Regions from separate parts of the Mus musculus genome. Here all the other regions are linked to region 4. The links are chromatin contacts, called in public HiCAR-type, HiChIP or PLAC-seq and promoter capture Hi-C maps. All regions are on one chromosome and are shown on one strand. Each heading gives the region's core, a stretch centred on a gene start, on an enhancer-like site or on the middle of the called end of the contact. The rest is flanking DNA. Distances are from core to core; before and after follow the strand shown. Region 1 holds the start of Sntb2 (syntrophin, basic 2). Region 2 holds the start of Nfat5 (nuclear factor of activated T cells 5). Region 3 holds the start of Nqo1 (NAD(P)H dehydrogenase, quinone 1). Region 4 holds the start of Ap1g1 (adaptor protein complex AP-1, gamma 1 subunit). Region 5 holds the start of Terf2 (telomeric repeat binding factor 2). Region 6 holds the start of Nip7 (NIP7, nucleolar pre-rRNA processing protein). Region 7 holds the start of Cyb5b (cytochrome b5 type B).

Evidence for each region. Promoter capture Hi-C pulls out the DNA fragments that hold promoters and counts their contacts. HiCAR-type assays count read pairs that join an accessible place to other places. HiChIP or PLAC-seq counts read pairs in DNA pulled down with a chosen protein or histone mark. Capture Hi-C pulls out chosen DNA fragments and counts their contacts.
Region 1: a contact with region 4 is called in an H3K27ac HiChIP or PLAC-seq map of embryonic stem cells, with 4 times the contacts expected there. The contact joins the promoter of Sntb2 here to the promoter of Ap1g1 in region 4.
Region 2: a promoter capture Hi-C map of pre-B cells shows a contact between it and region 4, with 10 times the contacts expected there. The contact joins the promoter of Nfat5 here to the promoter of Ap1g1 in region 4. A contact is called at or near these places in 3 of 39 promoter capture datasets (cranial neural crest, hippocampal neurons and pre-B cells) and 4 of 115 datasets of contacts at active chromatin or transcription factors (bone marrow-derived dendritic cells, embryonic forebrain, embryonic stem cells and 1 more).
Region 3: a HiCAR-type map of astrocytes shows a contact between it and region 4, with 8 times the contacts expected there. The contact joins the promoter of Nqo1 here to the promoter of Ap1g1 in region 4. A contact is called at or near these places in 2 of 39 promoter capture datasets (cranial neural crest and maxillary cranial neural crest) and 4 of 115 datasets of contacts at active chromatin or transcription factors (astrocytes, embryonic forebrain, large pre-B cells and 1 more).
Region 5: a HiCAR-type map of astrocytes shows a contact between it and region 4, with 7 times the contacts expected there. The contact joins the promoter of Terf2 here to the promoter of Ap1g1 in region 4. A contact is called at or near these places in 5 of 39 promoter capture datasets (the HPC-7 cell line, cranial neural crest, hippocampal neurons and 2 more) and 2 of 115 datasets of contacts at active chromatin or transcription factors (astrocytes and large pre-B cells).
Region 6: a promoter capture Hi-C map of adipose tissue shows a contact between it and region 4, with 4 times the contacts expected there. The contact joins the promoter of Nip7 here to the promoter of Ap1g1 in region 4. A contact is called at or near these places in 7 of 39 promoter capture datasets (cranial neural crest, frontonasal cranial neural crest, hippocampal neurons and 3 more), 3 of 115 datasets of contacts at active chromatin or transcription factors (astrocytes, embryonic forebrain and large pre-B cells) and 1 of 9 other capture datasets (adipose tissue).
Region 7: a promoter capture Hi-C map of pre-B cells shows a contact between it and region 4, with 5 times the contacts expected there. The contact joins the promoter of Cyb5b here to the promoter of Ap1g1 in region 4. A contact is called at or near these places in 6 of 39 promoter capture datasets (the C10 cell line, cranial neural crest, hippocampal neurons and 3 more) and 3 of 115 datasets of contacts at active chromatin or transcription factors (astrocytes, embryonic stem cells and large pre-B cells).

What each region holds. Positions count from the first base shown.
Region 1 is chr8:106,934,367-106,937,888 of GRCm38.p6, reverse strand. It overlaps Sntb2 (syntrophin, basic 2), which reads right to left and starts at 2,149. Exons shown (of 7, transcript NM_009229.5): 1 at 1,568-2,149. The coding sequence starts at 2,087.
Region 2 is chr8:107,291,240-107,295,213 of GRCm38.p6, reverse strand. It overlaps Nfat5 (nuclear factor of activated T cells 5), which reads right to left and starts at 1,744. Exons shown (of 15, transcript NM_018823.2): 1 at 1,316-1,744. The coding sequence starts at 1,388.
Region 3 is chr8:107,400,565-107,404,454 of GRCm38.p6, reverse strand. Nqo1 (NAD(P)H dehydrogenase, quinone 1) reads left to right here and starts at 1,250. Exons shown (of 6, transcript NM_008706.5): 1 at 1,250-1,389. The coding sequence starts at 1,383.
Region 4 is chr8:109,776,269-109,780,034 of GRCm38.p6, reverse strand. It overlaps Ap1g1 (adaptor protein complex AP-1, gamma 1 subunit), which reads right to left and starts at 1,452. Exons shown (of 24, transcript NM_009677.6): 1 at 1,073-1,452.
Region 5 is chr8:107,094,313-107,097,835 of GRCm38.p6, reverse strand. It overlaps Terf2 (telomeric repeat binding factor 2), which reads left to right and starts at 1,288. Exons shown (of 10, transcript NM_001371065.1): 1 at 1,288-1,714; 2 at 1,812-1,907; 3 at 2,884-3,014. The coding sequence starts at 1,327. Mir7075 (microRNA 7075) reads left to right here and starts at 1,730; the gene lies at 1,730-1,811.
Region 6 is chr8:107,055,144-107,059,141 of GRCm38.p6, reverse strand. Nip7 (NIP7, nucleolar pre-rRNA processing protein) reads right to left here and starts at 2,265. Exons shown (of 5, transcript NM_025391.2): 1 at 2,152-2,265; 2 at 1,963-2,049; 3 at 1,731-1,869; 4 at 955-1,095; 5 at 1-765. The coding sequence starts at 2,207. The coding sequence ends at 646. It overlaps Cog8 (component of oligomeric golgi complex 8), which reads left to right and starts at 2,405. Exons shown (of 5, transcript NM_139229.4): 1 at 2,405-2,881. The coding sequence starts at 2,487.
Region 7 is chr8:107,149,272-107,152,702 of GRCm38.p6, reverse strand. Cyb5b (cytochrome b5 type B) reads right to left here and starts at 2,042. Exons shown (of 5, transcript NM_025558.5): 1 at 1,830-2,042. The coding sequence starts at 1,991.

The sequences.
Region 1 (3,522 bases), core at 900-3,399, 2.8 Mb after region 4:
GTACATGCTCACACACACACACTATACACACGCAAGCTGGGCACTGTGGAACATGCCTTTAATCCTAACACTTAGCAGGTCAATCTCTGAATTCCAGGCCAACAAACAAAGAAAAAACCTAAGTTCTAATTCTGCCCTTAGTCTGGTGGTTTTCTCCCCAACTTCAACCCCTCCGTTCAGTTCTCCTGCCAGCAATCCCTCCTGACTCATCTCTGCACACTTATATCCACCACTTCCTGGAAAGCCCTCCTGGACTAAGCCCATTTCCATCAAATTCTTTTCTGGATTTGTTTTTAACAGAGTCCTACTGCGTAGCCCTAGCTGTCCTGGAACGCATTACGTAGACCAGGCTCCTCTTAAACTCATGGATCTGCCTGTCTCTGCCTCTTGAGTACAAGGCTGTAAACCACGCCAAAATGCTACCAGCAAATACGCCTTAAATTTGTGATCCCTTAGCATCTTGTACCTTGTACCAGAGTCAAGCACTTGATGTTATTCCTCCCTAGAAGTTGTTTTGCATTTTCTATCATTTCCCACCGCAGAGATACAACAGGGACAGCACCTTTCACATTCTCTGTTATACAGCTAGCAGCAATAAATGCTCCTGGAATGACTTGACTCAACAGCGAAAAACGGAGCTGGTCTTGCAATTATTTCTAAAGCAAGCAACTGGCTTCTCACTTACAATATTCCATCACCTTCAACATGTATGAGTCTTTGGAGATGAGATTTAATTCTGCCTCAGTTACATCGATACGCGTGAAACGCTGCACACAAGATCGCATCTACACTTAAGGTAAAGGCTATTCACACATATGTGATGGTACCCGTTTCAGGATTCTTATAAAATGTCTACTGGTCTTGCGGCAGCACGCCTGCCAGCGATAGGAAGCTGGCACCGGGCTCTTGCAAAAGGGGCGAAACTCTAGTTGGCAGTAAAATGCTCAAACACGTGAGCCTCCACTGTTAAACAAGGCTCATTAACCTCACAAACTTGCTGTATCAGCTCTCTGCCTTCCACAAAGTGCTGTGATCTTCTCTGGTTATTGTTGAGAGCCAATGATGGGTTAAATTCCCATAAATTAACCAGTGCTTTGGTGGTTTGCCCAAGCAAACTGCTGGCATCGGTGTGGATGGATTTAATAGACCGGCCCGCCCGGGGAGCCCGAGGTGACTAAAGAAAGCGTCCAACCAACGCTTCCCAACAGGGAAAAAAAGGAGACTAAAGAACTCGAGCCGATCGCTCTCCCGGTAGTTAGTGCTTAGTGTCAGCTTATCGTGCAAGACTTAGGGGTGAGCTTCGCACGCGGCTGCTGCTCCCCCCACCCCCTAAATCTCAGCTGAGTCTCGCTAAGGGGCGGTAAAGTAACACTTCGGTGGCTGCCCAACTTTCTTCTCGCTGGACGCCTCAGTTTTTCCACACTCTGGAGCCCCACAAGAGGAGGTCTGGTGGCCGGGGCGGAGGGAACCGGCGAGCCCCGCACAGGCGTCAGGGTGGGCAGAAACAAAGTGCGCGCAGGCGAGCCCAGGCCGCCACCCCGCCGCCTCCCGCTCGGCCCCCGCTCACCCTCCAGCAGCACCTCCTTGCCCGCGCGCTTCAGCGCCTGCACGGCCTGGTCGTGGGTGGCCTGGCGCAGGTCGGTGCCGTTCACCGACAGGATGGCGTCGCCCAGCCGCAGCGCCCGGCTCTGGTCGGCCGCCAGCCCCGGGAAGATCTTGGAGATGAGGATCGGCATCCGGTTCTCGCGGCCGCCCTTGATGCTGATGCCCAGGCCGCCCGCCTCTTGCTTCACCACTCGCACTCGGCGCACGGGCGGCGAGGCGCTCGCTTCCCCCGCGGGACCGCGGGGCGGCGCGGGAGGGCTGGGCGGCCCCAGGCCACGGTTCGGGCTCCCGGGCAGAGACTCGCCGCCGCCGCCGTTCGGAAGACCGTTGAAGGCGGCCGCCGGCGGCTCAGGCTCGACTGCGGCGGCGTCGCCCGTCAGGCTCAGGCTCTCGCCACTGAGCTCGGCCACCACCCGCACCCAGCGCTCCCTTAGAAGCAGCTCCACCAGCCCCGCTTTGGTGGCCCGCGTCCACACCGCCATGGCCGGCCCTGCTCCCGCAGCCGCCGTTGCTGCAGCTCCCCCGATTCCAGTCAGGCAGCCTCGGCGCTTCCCCCTTCCCGCCCGAGGGGGGCGGACCCCTCCCCTCCCCCCGGCGATTCATTATTCATGAGGGCCACGCCCACTTTCCGGAGGGGCGGGGGGAAGGCCGGCGAGGCCGCTTCCGGGAGGCGAGGTTGTCCTGGTTCACTGAAAGCTCTTCGGAGGTGGGCAGCGCCTCGTGCAGCGAGGCACCCCGCCGTCCTTTGCTTTGGTTCTCCGTGACCTCCTCGAACTCCTCACCTCTTCTACGAGAGCTGCCCGGGCAGGGAGAGCAAAGTCAGCTTGTAGAGAGGCTCTTTGCGATCCTGCAGGGCCGGGTTGGCGCGTTCATTCTTGCATTGATTGGTTCATTGCAAAAAAAAAAAAAAAAAAAAAAAAAAGCAGCCCTGAGCGCTCAGAGGTGTGCTGGGCTCCTTTTAAGGCCCTAGAGACACACTGAATAAAATGCACCTCAGCCGAGAGAGCTTGTGGTCTAATGGGAAAGAAAAACAGAGGCAACCAGCTAGGTGTGATTCTCTGTGGTTAAAAAGACTGCAGACCTCCCTAAGAACAGGATAAAACAACATTTGGTTAGTCTTGGTGTGAGCACAAGCAGGGGACACAGCATAAGTGACATGGGATCAAAGGTGTGGATCCAAGACTTTGTCACTGCTTTTAAAAATCACCTGTCTGCTGGCCTGTAATTAGAGGGGACCTGTCTTCTTCTTTTTTTTTTTTTTTTTTTAAAGATTTATTTATTATATGTAAGTACACTGTAGCTGTCTTCAGACACACCAGAAGAAGGAGTCAGTTCTTGTTACGGATGGTTGTAAGCCACCATGTGGTTGCTGGGATTTGAACTCTGGACCTTTGGAAGAGCAGTCGGGTGCTCTTACCCACTGAGCCACCTCGCCAGCCCGGGACCTGTCTTCTTAAGCACTGGGAACCCACAGTGCGCAAGGTCAAAGACATTTGCAGCATGCTGATGTTTTAGAGTTCCCCACAGACCAACGGGTATATATAGTTAACAAAGATTGTGCGAGATTAGCCACAAGATTATGAGGCTAAACTCCACAATCTGCCATCTGCAGAAAAAGGCTCTGAATCCAAATCCAAAGACCTGAGGACTAGGTAGAAATCTGAAGCTATCAGAAGACCAGAGAGGCCTGAGGGGGCAGAAGCGGGGGAGCAGGGTCGGAGTGGAAAGCTACTATGTAAAAGCTGGCCCAGTCCATGAAAAACCAGGAGCCCTGAAGTGTGGCAGGAGAGCGATGTCCCAGTTTTCATAGAGTGAGTATACCGCGTCTTACTGTTCCCTGGCAGCCCTCACCTGATTGGATGGTGCCGGTTCCCACTGTTGAGGACAATCTTCTCTACTCAGGTCACCATGGAAAAA
Region 2 (3,974 bases), core at 495-2,994, 2.5 Mb after region 4:
CATCCTACAGGATAGTGACTGCCAACTAAATTCATCAAAGCAACAGACAATGGCCTGTAGTCTATAAAGTCTAGCACCTTCCAGGGCAAACCACATCCCTCTGATTCACTTCATATAAATACATTAACACCAGGCTTAGTCCTTCTCTACCCCAAAGAGGTGAAATTTTCTGGTGGGTTTGTAAAACCAAAAAAATAGGAGAAATGCTGGATTTCTTGGGAAAAGGGTTCACCATGGTTTATTTGTAAAAAAAAATATAAAAGAACTGTCTTTAGCCTCCTTCCACTGGTATAAGAAATGAGTACAGATGGGGGCATTTTTGATTTGATACCCCTTGCAAGGGGAACCTGTTCTGACACATTCTTGTGGTGTCCAGTGTAGGAATTTAACCCCAGCAGAGATCACCTCAAGTATTAATGTTTTAGATGCTGGGAATCCCCTGCAGGCCTTAGCCAAAGTAGTTTTAAATGGGATTTTCTGTTCATTGCCTCCTCTCTGCACGAAGCCCTTGAACAGCAACAGAAGAGAATTTTTCTCAAAGGGCAGGACTGTGCCCGAGCCTGGTACTCCAGGGAGAGGAATACAAGTACTCCAAGGAGGGCATCCCTATCTTTGTAAAAGAGAAGTAATTAGAATGTCACGGAGGTGGAAAGAGAGAAAGAAGATTGGGGCCTTTTCCAGGCAAGAAGATGACGAGGAAAGGAAGAACGCCTGGCCGAGGGGGGCCGTCCCGACATGGGGAGGGAGTGGACTAGGCCGGGGAAGGGGGGGGAGTAGGACGACCGCGCACAAACAAGACCAGAGGGAGAAAAAAAAAAAAATGGTGACCCTGAGCTCCGAAGCCCCTCGGGGCCACGCAGCCCGGCGTGGGGCAACTTTGCCAAAGAGGAGAGTCCGGGGGACACGAGCCGCGGCGCCCCGATTCCACCCCCCCTCCCCGGTGTCCCCAGCAGCGGGACCAGTGGGGTGATTCCCGAGCCGGGGGAGGACTGGGCCGGCAGTCCGCCGAGTGTGGTGGAGTCCGGACCCGCCGACCGGCAGGTTGCGAACCTCCGGGACCGCAGAGGACTCTGGGGGGCGCGCGGACCCTAAGCCCCCCGCCGCGCCGCCGCGCCGCGCCGCGCTGGGGAGGGGGGCGCCGCTCGGCAGCTCCGGGATCACCCCTGGCCCTCCGCGGCCAGCCCAGGACTCTCGTGAGGGGCAAGCCCGCCCGAGCCCGGCCCCGACGGGGGACCCCCCCACCCCAGCCCGGGACTCCGCGCGCTCGCGCTCCCCGCCCCCACGCCCCACCCCCCCACCCCCCCATCTGACTCACCTCGCGAGTACAGGGACTTGGGCGATTCCAGGTCTAGGTCCGCGCTGAGCAATGAGATGAAGTCCGAGGGCATCGCAGCTCGACCCAGCCCGGCCCGAGGGCAGCGGGAGGGGGGGAGCGGCGGTGGCGGCGGCACCTCCTCTCCGGGATCCGCGGGCACCGAACCGGGGGCGGTGAGGCGAGGGCGGCAGCCGCTGCCTCCTCCTCCTCCTCGAGGGCAGTCACTTCCCACCCGGCCGAGCGATGAGAAGGGCGGCGGAGTGGAGGGAACAGCTCTGCGGAGTGGAGAACTGACTCCCGGTGAGTCCAGAGACCAGAAGCTTCGGACCGGGGAAAGGGGAAGAGGGAGAGCCAAACGGGTCCGTTTCGGGCTTCTCCTCAGCGCACACTGACGGCCGCCGCCACCGCCGGCGCCGCTGACAGGAATCTGAGCCCCGCCCCCTCGTGGGGCACTGCGCACGCGCGGAGGGGGGGAGGTCCGGGAGCCCGGAAGAGCCTGGCGGCCGGCGGAGGGCGGACAGGCGCGCCACGGAACAGCATCAACAAGGGCTTCGCTTCCTGCCGTCGCTGCTGCGGCCGCTGCTGATCCCGGGCTGGGAAAGGGCCCCGCCAGCCAGCAGGGAGGGTGGAGGGAGGCGGCCTGGCTTCTGGGGCCCTGAGAAGGGAAAAGATTTTTTTTTTTTTTTTTTTTTTTTGCCTCGACCTGGTGGCGGCGAGCCTGAGGCGGCCGGCCCTGCTCCGTGGTGTACTTAGGAGGACACAGACCCTGGGGGACCTGGATGTCAGCCAGGAGGGGAAAAGCCCTCCAGGGACTTGCAGCGATCGAGGCCCGCTCGCTGGAGCTCAGCACTGGGGAATGGAGTTCCACAGCTTGGACAGCAACCGGGCCCTTCGGGGTTTTTCATAGCAGTGTCTGCAGTGAGCTGGTCAAGGGGCTATCAGACTCACTTTTTAATTAAGAAAGGGCAAGCCATACTCACCACCACCACCACCATCACGAGTTACCAAGTTTTGTTTGTGGATTTTGTTGTTGTTGTTCCTGTTCGTGGATTTTTTTGTTGTTGATGATTTCTGTTGGCCCACTCTGGCCTGGAGCTCACTATGTAGATCAGGCTGGCCTCAAACTCACAGAGCTGTGCTTGCCCCTGCCGGTCAGAAGTCACCATGCTCGGCTATTGATTCTTTTTAATGAAAATATTTTCCCCCCACGTTACCCACCACACCAAATTTACGGCGACTGCATTTATTTATTTATTTAGACAGGTGATTTTGTTATGTAGGTCTAGCTGGCCTGCAATTCGCTGTGTAGATTTAGACTGGCCTCAATTTTAGGGCAGTTCTCCTGACTCAGCTTTTCGAATGCTGGGATTACAGAAGAGTACCACCATGCCTGGCTTTGATTTTTGTTGTTGTTGTTGTTTAAGTTTATGTATAATGATGTCTCTGATAGTGAATGGTCGAATTTACTCCGGAGTGGAAAATAAAAGACAATTTAAAAATGGGATCATGTGAGTCCACATGGCTTGTGTGTAATGCACACGCGTGCGTGGGGTAGGGGGAGAGAAGTAAGCAAACATACTCTTCCACACGGGTTTTCATTTTTTTCACTGTGCTAAGGGAGAATGGAGGGAAAACATGTAAATGAGATTTTTTTGGCTGCTCTGTTCTCGGGGGCTAAAAGTTTCCGTTGCAAAAACACATCCTCACCTCCACCACAGACTGTTTCCTGACTCTTAATAGACTTTTGGGAAATTTTTAATCGAGTTATTAAAATATCAATTTGAGCACAGGGTGCGCATCTTGGAAAATAATTTTTAATTCTGTGTGGGATTTTGATGCCAACAGCCACGTGGGCAGTGTTTTTCAGGTGTTAAAGATGCCTTGATGTATGTTACTGTGTCTACAAAGCTGGTCACAAATCCTAAAACCCTGCGGATGTACCCATATAAATCCCTAACAAAGTTTTGCCTCTGTGATTTTGGGCACTTTATTGTGACTTGGAATGCTGGAGTTGGGGAAGAGTCTCTGAGCAAGGGAGGCCCCAGTGCAGGCAGCTCTGGGGTGGGCCCTTTAGCAAGCTTAACCTACAGACCTAGAATTTACATTTGTGTTATCAGAAACCACCTATCCTTTCATCTGAACATCTGATACAGGCTGCCTGATTATCTTCACTGAATTCTTAGTGATAATTAATGAACCCTGTGAGCATTTTCATCAGTCACAAGGAAGGTTTTTTGAGCCACCCCAACACATAGCAGAGCAAAACAGGAAACTACCCTCAAAATTCTATGGCCACTGTACTCTGTTGTAACACGTCCCAAGGGAAGTCCCTTCATAGCTGCTAAGAGACCCGCTCATTTGATAAGAGAAGATTCAAACCTCCTATTGCCTAACACGCTAAGGCCAATTGAAATCCTATAGCTTTGAGTTGGAGTAAAACATTGGTTGGTGACCTAGCCCTTCCATTAGTCACTACATAATACATGAAGAGGAAATTACAATGGACCAGGCTGAGCCTCAGTACTGAGAAAGCGAGGTGAATCACTAAGCATAGTCCTTTCTCCAAACCTATGAGATTGAAACACACTTAGGGTATAGGAAATCCCCTTTCTGACCCTAGTTAACAAGTCAAGAAGGGCCAAGGCCTCTTCCCCTTTCA
Region 3 (3,890 bases), core at 1-2,500, 2.4 Mb after region 4:
CTTTGTTTGGGAAGTGCGTTGCTTTAAAAATTGTCCTTGGTCTCTTTGCCTGCTGCAGCTGATATTTCTTTCTTCCCTCTTATAGCCCATTGTGTTACTTCGGCTTTGCCCTAACCGGAATGAGACTCCACTGAGATCCATCACAAGGGCTGTCACTAGCCTGTCACCACAGGAGACTGCACGTGTGTCTTTCCCTCACTGTCAGAATTTATCAGATAACAGGAAAGTTGAGCTCTTTTAATGATGGCAATCTGTTATAATGTCTACCCTACTTTGGGAGCTTGACCAAGGCACACACATACATGTAGGGTCTTTATTCCAACCCTTTTTCTTTCTTTCTCTGTTTTTGAGACAGGGTCTCACCTATGTAGCCCTGGCTGTTGTTCTAGCACTAGCTATGTGGACCAGTCTGGCCTTAAACTCAGAGATCTGCCTGCTTCTGGCACCCAAGTGATGGGATTAAAAGCATGTACTAGTCGTGGTGGCGCACTCCTTTAATCCCAGCACTTGGGAGGCAGAGGCAGGTGGATTTCTGAGTTCGAGGCCAGCCTGGTCTACAGAGTGAGTTCCAGGACAGCCAGGGCTACACAGAGAAACACTTCCCTGTGGCTGCTGTCTCCTGCCAGCTTTGCTCTGGCTTCCTAGAGAGTCGCACAGATGAGTTCCCCGTTACCTGGTCACCGGGGGCAAAGTTGAGGAGACCCAAGTGTGTATACCCAGGGAGCAGTTTTTGCAGTTTCTAAGAGCAGAACGCAGCACGAATTCATTTCACACGAGGACAAGTCTCTCTGAACTTTCAGTCTAGAGTCACAGTGAGTCGGCAAAATTTGAGCCCATCCGTTTTGCTGCCCCACCCTTCCCCTAGCGTGCAAAGGTGACTTCCCACGGCTGAGTGAGGACTAATCTACACAGGCTGATTATGTAGGCAGGTCCCACGAAGCTCGAAAAATTCTGTTGGAAATTTCCATTTTGTACCCAGGAGGTCTTGGGACAGGGAGCAGATGAATTTATTCAATATGTCCCCATATCCTCAAATTCTCTCTCACTCCCTTGCTCCCGGGGAACCCTTTTGACTTCCATATACAGGAGTCCTAGTCCAGCCCCAAACTGCTTCTCCCTGCCAAAAACTTGGTATCTTCCCAAGATGCCTCTGGGTTCTGGAGTCCAGCCCCGCCCTCGCTGGCTGCTCTGCACAGTGGGCTGGGCGGGCATAAGCAGGATATAAAGCCTTCGCTCAGCCCATACCCCAAGGCTCAGCTCTTACTAGCCTAGCCTGTAGCCAGCCCTAAGGATCTCTCCGAAGAGCTTTAGGGTCGTCTTGGCAACCAGCTGCTCAGCCAATCAGCGTTCGGTATTACGATCCTCCCTCAACATCTGGAGCCATGGCGGGTGAGTGTGGCGCCAACTCCAGTCTGATTTACTCTGAGGAGGATGTAGGGGCTGGCTGTGAGTTTTGTTCCTTGCCTCAAAGAGGAAAAGTGAGGTGGTTAGGAACCTGGATGAGCCTCGGTTAGTCTCTGGAAGGAGAACTTCTTCTCAGAACCAGCGATGCAGATTATTCTGCAGCCCAAGTTCACCCGTGGGCAACTCTAGCATTGCCCCTTCTACACCGTTCCTTAACAGAGCTGCCACTCCCTGTACCGCGTTTGGACTATTTAGAAAAAGGGTAACATGTGTCCTAGGTTGGCCTTAAAGCTGCTGTATAGTGAAGGATAGCCTTGAACTTGGGGTCTTATTGCCTCCACTGCCTAAGTGCCAGGATTCTAAGTGCATATCACCACGCCTGATTTCTACGGCTCTGGGAATTGAATTGAAACCAGGACTTCCTGCATACTAGACAAACTCTCTACCACCTGAGCTCTGTGCACATCCCCAACCTAGGCCAGATAGTATTTAACCATTTGGAAATACGTTGCTAACATTTAGAAATGCAAGCAGGCAATTTACAGGGACCACTGCTGGGCTTGGTGGCACCCTGGAGGCAAAGGCAGGCAAATTTCTTTTAAGTTCCAAGGTAGCCTGGTCTATAGATCCAGTTTCGGGACAGTCAGAGCTACATAATGAAGAGAGACTGTCTCAAACAAACTAACAAACCAAACCGCAGATTTTTAAAAGGGGTATCACCACTTTGTGAAACAAAACGGGAAGATGTGGAGATGGGTACAGGGAGCGTAGCTGAGAAGGAGTGTAACAGAATCGGAGCCTAATTCCAGTCTACCTGGCTCTGGAAAGTTTCTACTGTGACCCTGGAGCAGGAAATCCGATTTGTTAATTGGTCCATTTTTGTGACAGTCTCCTCACTTTGCCATCAGCCCAGGGGAAGGCAGGGGAGAGTCCTTGGCAGTTACCACCACATTATTGTCTAGTGTTTGACTGGCATCTACTGCGTTCTTGGCCAAGTAGCCTCCAGGGCTAAGTACTTCCCAACAGGGCCTGGCTCTGAGTTCTGGGCAGCAATTAGGTTTAGGTGTTTCCTCTGTTGGGGCGGGACTTAACTTTTTGGAGTTCCTTTCCCTTTAAAACTATTTCAGACTCTGCAAATGCACTCAGGATCTCGCCTTGCTAAAAGCACAGAGGGAGGGAAGGATGCTTCTGCCGTTGTACAGGGTCATCCCAGTGTTCTCTAAGCTCTGCGATGAGTTGCTGGGAGAGCCAGCGAGGGAGGGTTTTCAACAGCTGGTAAGGCTGTGTCTGCTTCGGTCTCCATTTATGCATGAGGGATAAATGTTCCAAGCCCCCTCCACTGCAGCCGCAGACAGCACAGAGCACAAGCATTATCATATTTATCTTACACTCCCACACTTGTGTTCGGTTCAGTTCAGTGTTTGTTTATTCATCCATCCGTTCATCCACTCATTCATTATGGCCAGACTAGCTTCAAACTCGATTTGGTCTAGGCTGACCTTGAACACCTGAACCTCCTGCCTCTGCGCCCCAGTGCAGGTGTGTGTCCAGGCCAGGCTAAATTTAATTTACAAATTAGAGTAGAAGATTGACAAAATAAAAAGTAAAACAGAAAAATGACGCCCATAGGCTGTAATACTGGCAACCTAGTCTGCTCTCTGTTGCTGCGAGGAAACGCCGACCAAAAGCAAGCGGAGAAGGAAAGGGTGGGTTTCAGCTGACAGTTCCGGGTCCTAGTTCGTCACCAAGGGAAATGGAGGCAGGAGCCTGGAGGTGGGAACTGAAGCAGGAGAACTCTGCTTACTGACTTGCTCTCTGTGACCTTTTCAACCTGTTCTCTCACACAACCCAGTGAGTGGCACCTGCCCAAGGGTGACACCAATCACAGGGAGCTGACCCTCCCCAAATCAATCACTAATCAAGAAAATGCCACCCACTACAGGCCACTGTCTGATGGAGGCCACTATGGGCCAGTCTGATGGAGGCCACTGTCTGATGGAGGCCACTATGGGCCAGTCTGATGGAGGTCTCCCCTGACATTCCCTGCAGAGGGCTGGGAAGCACTGAAGCTTTCAGGTGGGGGTGGGGGAGGGAGGCTGAAAGCAAGACTGGGCTGGATACTGGAGTGAGGTTTGTTTCCAGGGGACGGTCCAGATAACTTCAGCTACCCAAATTTAGAGTCAGGGTTGCCAAGAATGTTATTGGATAAAGGGACCTGCTACCAGGCAGGCTTGATGAGCTGGGTTCCCTCCTTAGGACCCACATGGAAAGAGAGAACCAACTCCAACTCCTGCAAGTTCTGCCTAAGACACACACACACACACACACACACACACACACACACACACTGAAAAAATAAATAATGTAATTTAAAAGCACTCGGGAGGTAGAGGCAGATGGGTCTTTATAAGTTTGAGTCCAGCCTTTTGTATGTAACAAACTCCAGGGCAACCAAGGCCACACAATGAAACCTTGTCTCAGAAAAA
Region 4 (3,766 bases), core at 203-2,702:
TTCATTACTATACAAACACCTGAGGGGTGCGGTCACTAAGAGACCATTCAGCTCGCTCTTCTGTTAACTAATCCCTATAGGAACCAAAAAAGTTATCTTCCTTTCTACCTACGTCAGATTATTATTCTCCAAGGGCAGCTTTCCATGCTCAAGCAAATATAACGCTAAAAGAAAAAAATAAATAAAAAGTATCAGTAAGTGCCCCAAAGCTCAGCTTTCAGAACAGAAAGAAATGCAGAAAGTTATTTTCACAGCTCCTTCGCACCCAAAGCCACTTGGCCTGCTTTAAACCCATTTGCTGCGGAAATACACCCTAGGGTGGTTCGACGGCTCTCCGACACCAAGCCCTAACTGGGAAGCAGAACCGACAGTTCCAGGCAATGAGGAAGAGCCTGAGAATTACTAGAAACCGACGTCCGCAGAACCGAGAGTTGGAGAGGAGAGTGAATAGTGCGGTCTCAGGTGAGTTCTTTAAAAGAAAAAGAGAAAGAAGAAGAAGGAAGAAGAAAAAAAAAAAAGCGAAAGTGTTTGGACCAGAAGTTAGTTGGAAGGTTAGAGGGAGGCGAGGCCGATGTCCGGCTTTCAGTGGACGGCACTGCAGGGACCAGGCAGAATTGCCCCTGCGTGGGAAATGCTCAGAGTTCTCAGATCTGACCCGAGTCCCCAACACAAGAACGCTGATACGTGGCTCCGAGAGGACACGCGGGGGTGGGGCCCGGCCCCGCTAAATCCTAAGCTCCCCGAACGGAGCGAGCTTTCAAAGGAGCCTCGCAGCCTGAGAAAGTCAATGGGTTCAAGGAGGCCTGCGGCGGCCAGACCACGCCAAGGGAAGAGGAAAGCGACCGCGCACGACAGCTCCGGCTCTGAAGCTCCCGAGGTCGGCCCTCAGGAAGTCCAAGCAAGCCCGGGGCTCCCGGGTCCCTCCTGACCCAAACCTGGGTCCTCCTCACCCCCCACCCCCCACAGGCTGAGCCCGGACCCCTGGGACTGACAGGAGGTTTCCGGCCAGACGCTCGCGGCTGCGGCAGAGCCCAAGAGCCGACCCGCCCTCGGTGCCGCGAGTGACACTCACCGGCCCGAAACCTCGAAGGAAACCAGCAGCTTCGGGGGCGGCGGCGGCAGTGGCAGCAGGAACCGAACATCCAAAATGGCGGCTCCCTCGGCCTCAGCACCGCGACTGCAGGCGGAGGGATCCCGGGCGAGGAGGGCGCCTCTACCTCACGCCTCGCGCTTCCCCGGGAGACGCCGCTCCCCGGCTCCCTCTCGCCGGCCGCCCCGCGTCCCTCCGACTGCAGCCCGTGCCGTCTCCCACCCCGGATGACCCGAGGACTCGGCCCCCGCCGAGGACTATTTGCCGAGGAGGAGGCGACTGCGCCGGGCAGAGCGACTCAAAGCGTAGCAAGGGTCGGGGCTGTCACTGATGACGCTCGACGCCGCTGCCGAGTCACCGCTGCGAGGAGTCTGAGCTAGCACGCTCCGGCCCGGCCCTGGAGCCGTCGCACTTTGGTTCCGTTCTGGGGGGAGGGGAAAACTGTGCAGCCAGGAAACGGTGGGGGTCACCTGAGGTGGGCGGAGCTCAGCGAGGGAGCTGGGGAAGGCGGAGAGGAGATGCAGGGGAAAGCGCATAGACATGGTGTGACCAGTTTTGTCCGAAAGGATTCCTAAGTGGTCCTCGTTGGCCAGAGGTTTCTGGTCAACATTAGAAACATGCTCCAAGTGGCTTTGGATTCTAGGGTTTTATGGTATCTTCAATTTTTTTTTTTTTTTTTTTTTTTTTTTTTTGCGAAAACAGGTAAAAAGATGAAACCTAAGAATGGATTCCAAGCACAGCACCACCGCCTTGTGCGGCAATCTCACCTACGATCCAGTCCCCTCCTGTGAGGGGAAAAAAGAATCTGGACAAATGTCAGCTAAAACTCTTCCAGAATAGCTTTTCCATCTATGATTGAATGAACTAATGACCTGAAGCAAAGAAAGTCTAACTAGACAGTTCCTGGCGTGATAAATAATTACTAACTTGTGACCCAAGTCTTTTCCATGTGAACCTAGAGATCCTTGATATCTTGGCCCATTTAAAGGAAAGGTGACCTACCTAGAATAAAATCTTTCCGATAGATTGACAACAAAGGTATCCCAGATGTGAATAAAACACAAGACTACACTGAATACCAAAGACCAGGAACTAAGCAAAAATCCTGAGTTTCAAATTTGAGTGTCATAAACAGGAAGTTGCATCTTTTAGACATTCGTTTTTCATGCAAGGATTTCAAAATACAGACGTTGAGCTGAGTAAGTCTAGCCATACAATTTTGACCTTGAATTTCTGGAGCATGCCAAGTGGCTGGAAAGAAAGGATACCAAGGGCACGATCAAATTTATTAAATATTGGTGTCATATTGATCATAAGGTACCATCGTATGTACAACCTAGCCCGCTAAGCAATCTCGTGAGTCAAAGTAAGTAACCAAAGTTTACAAATAATGAGATTTAAGACTTGAGAAAAACTACAACTGTCTCTCACAATGGAGTCTGCCTTAAGATGTCATCTTACACAGAAAATTCACCACACCCCATATACATATTCCAACCCATACCTACCGGTTTATAGAGCAGAATGCTTACGGAATTCAAATCCTCCTACCTTTCTTCGGGGCATCTGTACAGGGCAGCCCTAGGTACACCCTAAGACTAGAAGAACATCATAATGCTAGCACAGTGCAGATTACTTTGAGCCAGGCCTATGCATGAAACATGCCAAATTCACTGTGAAATTTCCGTAAAGGAAATCTTCAAGCAGAGATGCAAGGCAAAGGTAGCCAAGTTTTCCACATGGAAGATTAAAATAGTTTTTATGGGCCAAAATTAAGTGTTTACCATAGCAAACAACAAAAGTTTTATTTTTCTCTTTTCTTCTCCTTCTCCTCCTTCTCCTTCTCCTCCTTCTCCTCCTCCTCCTCCTCCTCCTCCTCCTCCTCCTCCTCCTCCTCCTCCTTCTTCTTCTTCTTCTTCTTCTTCATCCTTTCTCTCCTCCTCTTTTCTCCTCCTCCTCCTCCTCCTCCTCCTCCTCCTCCTCCTCCTCCTCCTCCTCCTCCTCCTCCTCCTCCTTCTTCTTCTTCTTCTTCTTCTTCTTCTTCTTCTTCTTTGTCCTTTCTCTCCTCCTCTTTTCTTCTTCTCCTCCTCCTTCTTCTTTTTGAGACAGGGTTTCTCAGTCTTTCCCTAGAGGTCCAGGAATTCTGTAGCCCAGATTGGCCTCAAATTCACAGCGATCTGCCTGCATCTGCCTCTGCCTCTTAAGTGCTGGGATTAATGAGAAAAAAAAAATGTCTTCTTAAGAAGGACTTGACGAAGCTGTGGTGGCAGCATCTGTAAGCTCAGTTTCTTAGAGGCTGATGCAGAGAGATTGTGAGTTGGAGGATAACCTTGGCTGCATAGTGACTGATCTCACAACATCTCCTCCCTCCAAGAAAAGCTGAACACTCAAAGGAAAAGAGCAACTTAGACCCCTTCTCTGTTGTTCTTATTGTTGTTGTTATCATTTTCTTCACTTACACTTTTCTTTATTTAAATTACTACTCCATAGCCTGATGTGGTGGCATACAACAGAATCCCAGCACTTAGGAGGTAGAGGCAGAATCAGAGTACAAGGTCTTCCTTAGCTATATAGCAAGTTTGAAGCTAACTTCAACTACCTGTGACTCTATCTCAAAAAGATTAAAATTGTAAATATAATCTCACTATCCTAATATGACAGATAGTCAAACAGTAT
Region 5 (3,523 bases), core at 39-2,538, 2.7 Mb after region 4:
CACATAAACCCTGCCTTCTACTCAGTATCCAGCTGCCTCTCGCCTGAGCCTGAGTCTTCCTTCCTTCCCAGTAAATTTCTTGTGTGTGAGGTTTGTCGTATAGTGTGACTTTGTGATATTCCTTGGTTCTTGACTGCCAAGATACTTTCCCCTCAGAGCTATAACTTTTACACTGGGTGTAAAGACATGGACCACTGCACCAAACTTAAAAATCAGATTTTTTTTTTTTTTTGTAAACAAAAATAGATTGTCCAAGCATGCTCTGGATGAGTTCATGAAAAGCAATTGGAATCCAGGAGCAACAAGATAGATGGTTCAGTGGATAAAGATGCTTGCCAGAGACTAAGCCAGATGACCTGATTTCAGTCCCTAGGATCCACATAATGAAAGGCAAAAACCAACTTCTAAAAGTTATCCTTGGATCTCTGTGTATACACACACACACACACACACACACACACACACACACACAATTTGTTGAACCCTGAGCTACAGGAACCAGAAATAGTAACTCAGTTCATTTTAATACAATCCTCACGATGTCCACTTGACAGAAAGGGGCACAGGTACACAAACGGAGAAGTAACTTGTTCAAGGTTTACACAATAAGAAGCAGACCTGTCAGGATATCAAGGCAGATAGTTTAGCTCCTGTTAAGTAAGGCAAACAGGCTGGAATCACCAAGCAGCTTGGATTACCATAGCTAGGATTGCTTTAGAGAGTGGCTCCAAAGCCATGTTGTGGATGGGCTCTGACATGAGTTCAAAACTAGCCTGGGTAACTTTGCAGGGCCTGTCTTAGAATACATTTTTACTAGGTGGCTGGGGACAGTGCACGGTTGATAAAGTGCTTGCTCTAGAATGGCGAGGACCTCCGTTGATTCCCAGAACAAACCTATGTTTTAAAAAGAAAAAAAGTAAAAAAAAAAAAAAAAAAAAAAAAGGCTGGCCATGTTGGCACTATCTCAGCACTGCAACACAGAGGCAGAGTTCTATGTCTTGAGTTCCAAGCCAACCAGGGATACACAGTGAGACTCTGTGTCAAAACAAAACAAAGTAATTTCTTTCTACTGTACTGCTTTTCACAATTTGCGAAATGTCTAACATTATGCACGCGCTTATTTTTCATATTCTTTACACTGTCCCAAGTCTGCAGCGTAGTCTTCAAAATAGCGCGCCTGGCTGGGCTGTGTGGACTCCAATCCCCAGCAAGCATTGCAGCAGACACAAGAGGAACTACGGATGCCGAGGAGGTGGGTAGACCCCCCGCCGCCTCGGTCCTTTCCCTCCCAGAAGCCCGCGGGCGGCTCGGAACCCCGTCGGTATCATGGCTGCGGGAGCCGGGACAGCGGGCCCTGCTTCCGGCCCGGGCGTTGTGCGTGACCCGATGGCGTCACAGCCAAGGAAACGGCCCAGTCGGGAGGGCGGGGAGGGCGGGGAGGGCGAGCGGCGGTCGAACACGATGGCGGGAGGAGGCGGGAGCAGCGATAGCAGCGGGCGGGCGGCGAGCCGACGGGCATCGCGCAGCGGCGGGCGGGCTCGACGGGGGCGACACGAGCCAGGGTTGGGAGGCGCGGCCGAGCGGGGCGCGGGGGAAGCTCGCCTGGAGGAGGCGGTCAACCGCTGGGTGCTCAAGTTCTATTTCCACGAGGCGCTGCGGGCCTTTCGGAGTAGCCGGTACCGGGACTTCAGGCAGATCCGGGACATCATGCAGGGTGAGAGCCGGCTCGGGCCGCGGGGAGGAGGACATGGTTTTGGGGGGCATGACTTGGGGTCCGGGGCTCGCGGAGCCAACCATGTCTTCTTTCCCAGCGTTGCTTGTCAGGCCCTTGGGGAAGGAGCATACGGTGTCCCGGTTGCTGCGGGTTATGCAGTGTCTGTCGCGCATTGAAGAAGGAGAAAATTTAGGTACGGCTATTTTTTGTGTGTTCTTTTCTGGGCTTACTTACGTAGGGTTTTGTTATTTTCAAACTTAACATCCGGAACTGAAAGATTCCGGGTTAAAGTGCACTACTGGTTCCACCGCGGAGGGCTTTTTCATTCAACAGTGGTTGAATTCTCTAATTCCGGTTTTCTCCAGTTAAAGTTTCTTGGCTGTCTTTTGTTTTGTTTTCTCCCACCTGTTAATTGCACACCCATTTTTATTGCTACAAGTAAGTTACGTCAATAAGGACACATCTTTCTCCCTCTTCCTCCAAATAGTAAAGTGGGAACACTCTCCCATCCACACACAAGTTGAACTTGGCAGCTACTTAACAAACTCTCTTCATTGTTGGCCCCTTGTATCTGAGGAAGTTGTGTTATTCTGGATTTTGGAGGCAAACATATATGTTATAATTGAGCTGTATTAAAAAGTATTGAAAGATAGTCACTTAAAATACGTTGAAGCCAGCCGGGCAGTGGTAGTGCACACCTTTAATCCCAGCATTTGGGAGGCAGAGGCAGGTGGATTTCTGAGTTCGAGGCCAGCCTGGGCTACAGATCCAGTTTCAGGACAGCCAAGGCTACACAGAGAAACCCTGTCTTGAAAAACAAAAAAGAAATATGTTGATTGGAATTTGAACCATATATCAAGGACATAAACAAATAAATGCAAACTTTACTGGGTCTGTATGGCCCTTTTATATTATTAGTTTTTTTTTTTTTTAATGACAGAGTCTTAAAAGAGTCTACATAGCCATAGCTGTTGAACTCACTGTGTAGACCAGGTTGGCCTCTGCCCTCTGCCTCCTGAGTGAGGAGATTAAATGCCTGGTTTGCATGGTTCTTTGTACAAATGAGTCTTGTGGTGTTTGCATGCTTTATAAATAGCTATGTAAACTTTTTGGACATGTTTGCTCCTCCTTAGCAAAGAGCTTAAAGTGGAAACTGTGTTTTGTCCTAGACTGTTCCTTTGATATGGAGGCTGAGCTCACACCCTTGGAATCAGCTATCAATGTGCTGGAGATGATTAAAACAGAGTTCACACTGACAGACTCTATGGTTGAATCCAGCAGAAAACTGGTCAAGGAGGCTGTAAGACACATTTTTACTATTTTATTTTATTTTATTGTCTAGCAGAAGTCAGGGATCTTTGCAGACTCCTTGTGGAATCTTTTCTGCGTGGGTAGAGGGAAGAGCAGGTGGAGGGAGAGACAGACAGAGTAAGTAGTAAGCCCTCTAGCTGTGGAGAGGATAGCTCTGTGGTTTGGGTTGTTTTTGTGGCCTTGGGAAGTGGTTGACGTTGAAGACGGTTTTGGAAGTTTGTACCTTTGAGGAGCACTGAGGCCCCCCAAGTATCTGTGGTCCTAGGTTTGGTTGCCATTGTCTGTAATAAGCCAAAAGGAATGGTTAGGGCCTTGGGAAATGTGGGACTGAGTTTTTTGACTGCTGAAAGGAAGACTTAAGGAATCATTCCTGCACTAGACTAGAGTCAACCAGAGAAGAGACAGAGCACAGACAGAGCTCCAGAGTGACAGAGCGACAGAGTGACAGAGCGACAGAGTGACAGAGCTAGCTGAGGAGTGACAGAGCTCCAGAGTGAC
Region 6 (3,998 bases), core at 1,016-3,515, 2.7 Mb after region 4:
TAACTCTAGTTCCAGGTCTGAAATCACCTTGACTTCCTTAGGCACCAGGCACATAAGCAGTGCACATACGTACATGCCAACAAAACACTCACACATATGAAATAACAAATATAAAACCATTAAAATTTATTAAATTCCATATGTAAAACCAGAGGCTCATATGGCCGTTTCTACCTTTAACATTAACACACAATAGAAAGTCCACTGTGCTATCATGAGCCTGGAAAACAGTGTTATCACAGATAACAGTAAGATGGCTCCTGTCCTCAGTGAAGTAACTTAGAAACCATCACTCAGAGCAAGTCTTCTGATCCAAACAAAGACGACGCAGACACAAAACAGAAACACTCTATTTACTCACACAAAACACTCTCAGGTTCTGGTTTGTCTGTTTTAGATTTTTGAGACAAGGCTCACTATGTAGCCCAGGCTAGCCTTGAACTCTCCAAGTAGCCTGAGCTGGCCTTATACTTGTGATCCACCTGCTTTTGACTCTAGAGGGCCAGAGACCCTGTTTTCACGCCATTTCTGTTGATAAGAACCCAAGTTGCGTATCTCAGTGTTGTCCAGATTTAATCTGATGGCCGCACACAGGAAACAAAGCTAAGTCCTCTCACACAGCAAAATGTTCTTGGAATGACCGTCCTAAGTCAGTGTCTCTTCATGGCGTACGTACTCCCCAATGTCTGCTTGGTGGAACACCACAATTGCCATGGGGTCCACTTTTCGGCAGTCTTGGGTAGACTTTGCTGCCACCCCAAAACCCTGGAATTGAAAGAACAGACATTCATTTATAAGGAAACAAAACAAAACAAAAACTATATTGAAACAGCTGTATCTTTGAGAACTGTGAAAGGAGCCAAGAAGTCAGTCTCCGAGCTGCTGACTGAAACTTCATCCTTTCCAGTGGGTACCTGGCATTTGCCGTGATGGATGGCTACCGTGGCTACTCACCAGAGGAATGTCCGCCATGGAATAGACAACCACTCCCTGGTACTGAGATGTGTTCTCAGTAATTCGACCCAGACCGGATTTCAACACATGGTTTCCATACAAGAAGGACTGCTCTGCTCCCGGCTTTACCCACACTTTATACTGAAAGAGAGTTAAAAGCCAAGACACAAGGATGTTGGGCTATATCCCTAAATGCGGATTAGCAGCTGCTTCCGAGTTTAAGGAGAGGTGGGGAACCTTTAAGTTGTTTGGACCCCCCCCCCACTTTTTTGTTTTTGTTTGTTTGTGGGTTTTTTGTTTTTTTTTGAGACAGTGTTTCTCTGTGTAGCCCTGGCTGTCCTCGAACTCAGAAGTCCGCCTGTCTCTGCCTCCCAAGTGCTGGGATACCCCAATTTTTGATCTTTCACCATGGAGTTCCTTCCTCAACCTAACATCGAAATTCAACCTTACATCGAAATGCTCACATAATCAGCAATTTCCTTTTTTTTTCCCCTTGGACCCTAGGATCACCCTCACCACTGGCACTTGTGTCTTCGTCTCTGCTTTCTGAGATCCAGCTGACACGGTGGAGGCCTGTTTTCCTGTAGACAACTAGGCTATGCAGCTCCATGGCCATAACCCTTCCTAAACGTGTCCAAGCAGCAATATCGACAAACAACTTCTTAGGCTGACGCTGTCCAGAAACTCGTTGGAAAGAATCTGTGCTCTGACCTGGCCGCCGTCACCCGGGACTTCATCCCGGATGGCAACCTGGAGACCAGGCCCCCACAACGTACCTTGGCATAGGGGGCCAGGTAATCCAGAGCTGTCACGTGCAAGCGGAACTTGTGGGTCTTGGTAAACTTCCCAAAACACGTCCCCAGCGACACGAGCTTGTCTCCGGAGATGTTGGCGGCCAGCTTCAGCATCATCTCACTACAGGGGCGCGGGAGGAAGGTACCCGGTGACGACCAGGGATGGATGCACGCCTCCAGCCCGCCACGCAGTGGGCAGCACGCCCCACCTCACCTCACATAGTACACTCGGTCGTTGTGCAGCCGGAAACAGTACGTGCCGTCGGGTCTGTCCACTAGGAGTTGAAGGTTCTCTCCGATGCTGAGGGCAACAAGACCAGCGTCTGAGCCGGGACCGTCCCGCCCCGGAGCCGCATCCCCACTCCCCGCACGCCCGTCCCTCATCCGCCTCTCCAGTTCTTACTACTTCGCGATCTTCTCAAACATGACCCGGGTCTCTTCTTCAGTCAAGGGCCTCATCTTGCCGCTTGCTTGGCTCCCGGGAATCCTCGTGCCTGGAGAGCCGGAAGCGGAAGTCACTTTCCCACCCGCCCACTTCCTGGGGTCCACGAACGCGTGTCTCTCTAGCCTAATTCTCCGTGATCTTTGCGCAGCCGCCGCCTACCGTGGCGGACTTCCGGGGACCGAAAGCCGGCTAGATGAGAAACCATAGAGACGGGAAATGTTTCCCCCAATCGTTTCCGTTTCCCAGGAGCGAAACCGGCTCTGAAGAGGAAGTGACGGTACCGTGCTTGAGAGATGGCGGCCGCTCTCCCTCTCCAGCCCTCCACGACCGCTTCGGCCACGACGACAGCCACGGCCGTCGCGCTGGGGGAGGTGGAAGATGAGGGCCTCCTGGCGTCGCTATTCCGGGACCGCTTCCCCGAAGCTCAGTGGCGTGAGAAGCCCGACGTGGGCCGCTACCTCCGGGAGCTGAGCGGCTCCGGGCTGGACCGGCTGCGGCGCGAACCCGAGCGCTTGGCGGAAGAGCGGGCCCAGCGGCTGCAGCAGACGCGCGACCTGGCTTTCGCCAACTACAAGACGTTCATTCGCGGGGCCGAGTGCACCGAGCGCATCCACCGGCTCTTCGGCGACGTGGAGGCGTCCCTCGGGCGCCTGCTCGACCGTCTGCCCCGCTTCCAGCAGAGCTGCAGGTGCGGCTGGCCTGATGGGGACGGGCGCGTCATTGTATCTGCCAGGACGCTATCGTCATGACCCAAGCGTAGTGTACAGGGCTCTCTCCTGATTGCCTTGTTAATCCACTTAAACTTCACAGCAGCCATCTAGGTAGGTAGCGTCATTATTTTACAGACGAGGAAGTCGAAGTGAAGTGACTTGTCCAAGAACACAGCTAGTAAGTTTCCAAGAATTGGAAGCTAGGAGTCCACTACTCCCTCATAGGCTGTTGTTTAAATAATAAACATTCAGCCAGTCTTATTGACACTTGTGATCCCAGTATTCGAGTCACAGAGTCATCATCCTAGTCTGAGTATTGAATTCATGGACAGCCTGAGCTACATGAGACATTCAAACAAACTAAAAAATGTATGCATCCGGGCGGTGGTGGCGCACGCCTTTAATCCCAGCACTTGGGAGGCAGAGGCAGGCGGGTTTCTGAGTTCAAGGCCAGCCTGGTCTACAGAGTGAGTTCCAGGACAGCCAGAGCTATGCAGAGAAACCTTGTCTCGAAAAACCAAAAATAAATAAATAAATAAAATTATGCAAGGCAGTTCATTGAGCCTGACATAGTTAACCCTATATAAATGTGGGCTGGAGGTGCTCAGCTTCAAAATGTCCATCGATAGGAAGCTGACAGATCCTATTTGTCATTGTAGGTTGTCAAAAAGCATTTCCTTTTTAAGCTATGTTACATTTCTAGGCCCTCGATCTAATACACTTAGTTCTGCTATCCAGCAGGTCAATTTTTCTTTGGAAGCTTGGATATTAAAAACAGGTTGTGTACCCCATATGTCTGAAAAGAGATTCAGGACTGCATAAAGCGAGTTTCTGGAATTACTATAGAAAAGTGGAGAAAGTTTAAGTGGGAGCGCGAAAGATACATAGCAGCACATAACATGAAGACCTGAAGAATCTTAGGGCAAAAGTGTGGCTTATAGAGTGGTTAGTGCTCTATTAGAAAAATATTAGTAGCTACTTTAAAATGTGTATCTCACCTGCATGTATGTCTGTGCACCATATGTGCCCAAAGGAGGTTAGAAGAGGGTGTCAGATATCCTGGGACTAGAATTATAGGTGGTTGTGAGCCACTAG
Region 7 (3,431 bases), core at 793-3,292, 2.6 Mb after region 4:
AGATTGACATTACACAGCCATAATTCTAGTGCTTGGGAGGTAGAGGAAGAAGAACCAGGAATTCTAGGTTATATAAGATCCTATCTCAAAATAACAATTGATACAGCAAACAGCTAGGCTGGGGGCATAAGGGGTTTGGTTCAGTGTTTGCCCTGTACTCATCTAAGGCCCTGGGTTCAAGCCAAAAAAACATTGTTTTAAAAGGAGGAAAAAGCCGGGCGTGGTGGCACACGCCTTTAATCCCAGCACTCGGGAGGCAGAGGCAGGCGGATTTCTGAGTTCGAGGCCAGCCTGGTCTACAGAGTGAGTTCCAGGACAGCCAGGGCTACACAGAGAAACCCTGTCTCGATAAACCAAAAAAAAAAAAAAAAAAAAAGAGAGAGAGAGAGAGAGAGAGAGAGAGAGAGAGAGAGAGAGAGAGAGAAAACAAGAACTGGAGAAATGGCTCAGTGGTTAAGAACACTGACTGTTCTTCCAAAGGTTCTGAGTTCAAATCCCAGCAACCACATGGTAGCTCACATCAGATGCTCTCTTCTGGTGCGTCTGAAAACAGCTACAGTGTACTTACACATAATAAATAAATGCATAAATCTTTAAAAAAAAAAAAAGAATCTTTAGGCTGGGCAGTGGTGGCGCCTTTAATCCCAGCACTTGGGAGGCAGAGGCAGGCAAATTTCTGAGTTTGAGGCCAGCCTGGTCTACAGAGTGAGTTCCAGGACAGCCAGGGCTACACAGAGAAACCCTGTCTTGGAAAAAAAAAAAAAAAAAGATTGACAGTCAGCAAAGGAACAAGAGAGTAACATCTTAGTGGGGTGAAATGTTCTTTTTCCTTACTGTAGTGACTACATGGTCAAATACACTTGTCAAACCCCAGCTAGAGGTGTAATATAGTTGACAGTGTTTGCCTAATAAGCATGAGCGATCTGATCCCTAGAAAGGCATATACAGGAAGATTAGAAGTTCAAGGTCTACAGAGACTATGTAATAAGCTGAAAAACGCCCTGTCACAAAGAGGAAAATTATCTGTGGCCCAACAGTCTCAAAGAGATCTTGAGTAATAAGATTTGATTTGAAGCACTAACAAAAGGGTTGAAAGCCAGGTGTTGGTGGCCCACACATTTAACCCCAGCGTTCAGAAGGCAGAGGCAGAAGGATCCCTGAGTTCGAAGCCAGCCTGCTCTACATAAAAGTTCCACGGACACACACACACACACACACACACCCCACACACTCTACTGCCTAACCAGGAACAGGGGTGGGAGGAATCTCAGCTCACTGGATAAGAGCACATGTGCACATGTTCTGTTTTCTCGGAAGATCCAGTACCCAACACCCACATCAGGAGGCTCACAACCTCCTCTTATCCAGCTCCTGGGGTTCTGACCTCTGGCACCAAACGCAGATGCAGATGCCCCCACCCCCACCCCCACCCCCCCCACATACAAAATTTAATTGTTTTTACTTTTTAAAAAAACTGCCTTCTCCTCTAGAAAATAAAAGCCCCCCAAAGCACTGCTTTCTAAGGCATACTTCCTGGAAAGGAGCAGTTCTGAACTGGGCTCGATTAGGTCGTTAAGTGTGTGCCCTTGAGAGCTCCCGGCCTCCGTGAGCCTCAGTTTCTCTTTATGGGAAACGGGTTGATGGCCTGGCGTGTGATCTAGCATCCTGCAAGTGCTCCATGCATTGAGAAACGCACGTTGTCAGTCGAGGCTGAGACTGCAGCCCCTCCGAGGGTCACGGTTCCTTCCGGGCGCCGGACAGCCACGCGTGGCCTCTCCCCACCCCCACCCCGGCAGCGCGCGGAGGCCTCCCGCCTCCCCGGCCCGCACCTCGCTGAGGAAGCGGGTGATATCGTAGACTCGCCCGTGGATCACCATCCACGTCTCTTCCGCCGAGTTTCGCTTCGCCACCTCCTCCAGCCGGTAGTAGGTGACGGAGGGCTCGGAGCCCTCGACCTTCTCGCCACTGCCGCTGGCCTCCGGGGTCGCCATGGGATCCGAAGCCCTCTCCGCCGCTATCTGGGCTTCCACCGCTAACTTCCTTGACTTGCCGGCCCGCGCTGGGTCCTCCTCGGCTTCCGTAACCGGGTAAACCTGGTCCGACGTCCGACTGGCCAATCGGCGTCGACCAGCCCCTCCAACCTTGCCAATCAGATATCGTGATTTTGGACCAGCGCCTAAACGTGGCCGGGTGACAAGTGTCACCACAGGAGAGCATTCTCTCTGCTCGGCCCATGGGCAGGCCCGGCCCTAAAAGAAAAGAGCCGGTTTCCAGCGTCTCTTTTCCCTTCCTGCCACCCTGGGTCCCCGAATGAACGGACCCGCATTTTCCCTTGATCTTCCCATCCAGAATTGCAGCCCCCGGGGTTACAAGCTTTGCTGTCCCCCAGACTGGTTCCCTTTAGGCTCCAAAAGGCTCAACAATTAAAATGGGTGTGGTGACCTCTACCTTCCTTGCCCAGAGGTTTGGGATGTGTGTTAAAGAGAGTGTGCTAAGAGAGGCGTGAGCCCAGCAATCCACTGTGTAAATCACAAGTGGCGTTGGACTCCATGGCTCTTAGGTACAAGGCCTTAGGACAGCAGTTGGGGCAAGGGTAGATGTCCTAAGTTTCTTCCACTACTGACAAAACAATCTCTAACTGAATTCTTCAGTGATCAGGGCTCATCTACACTGTTTTAGTTTCTAAATGGCCTAAAATAGGATTTACTTCAAATGACCCTTGCTAAAAGTCTAGGTAATTTGGAATTCTAAGTTAATGTGCAAGGTTGCGAGCCTTTCTCTTTAATTGCGGTGAAAACTAAGAGGCTGATCATCCTAAAATGTTTCACGGTGTTACTTCACAACCTAGCACTCATGACTCTGTAAACTATTTGCAACCTCTTTCACTAATATTTTATTGTTTGTTTGTTTGTTTAGAAATGTATCAGTATGTAAGCCTGGTTGTCCTGGAACTCAGAGGCCTCTGCCTCCCATGTGCTGGCTTAAAAGGACACCACCATGTCTACTTTCCATAACCTAAGTTCCTAATTACACAAACTATGTACTGTAGTTTGCTCTGATGGCTCTCATAAATACTGACCAAAACCAGCTGGAGAAGTAGAAGGTTTATTATGCTTGCAGGTTATAAGCCATTGTCTTAGTCAGGGTTTCTATTCTATGCACAAACATCATGACCATGAAGCAAGTTGGGGAGGAAAGGGTTTATTCAGCTTACACTTCCACATTGCTGTTCATCACCAAGGAAGTCAGGACTGGAACTCAAGCAGGTTAGGAAGCAGGAGCTGATGCAGAGGCCATGGAGGGATGTTCTTTATAGGCTTGCTTCCCCTGGCTTGCTCAGCCTGCACTTTTATAGAACCACAACTACCAGCCCAGGGATGGCACCACCCACAATGGGCCCTCTCCACTTGATCACTAATTGAGAAAATGCC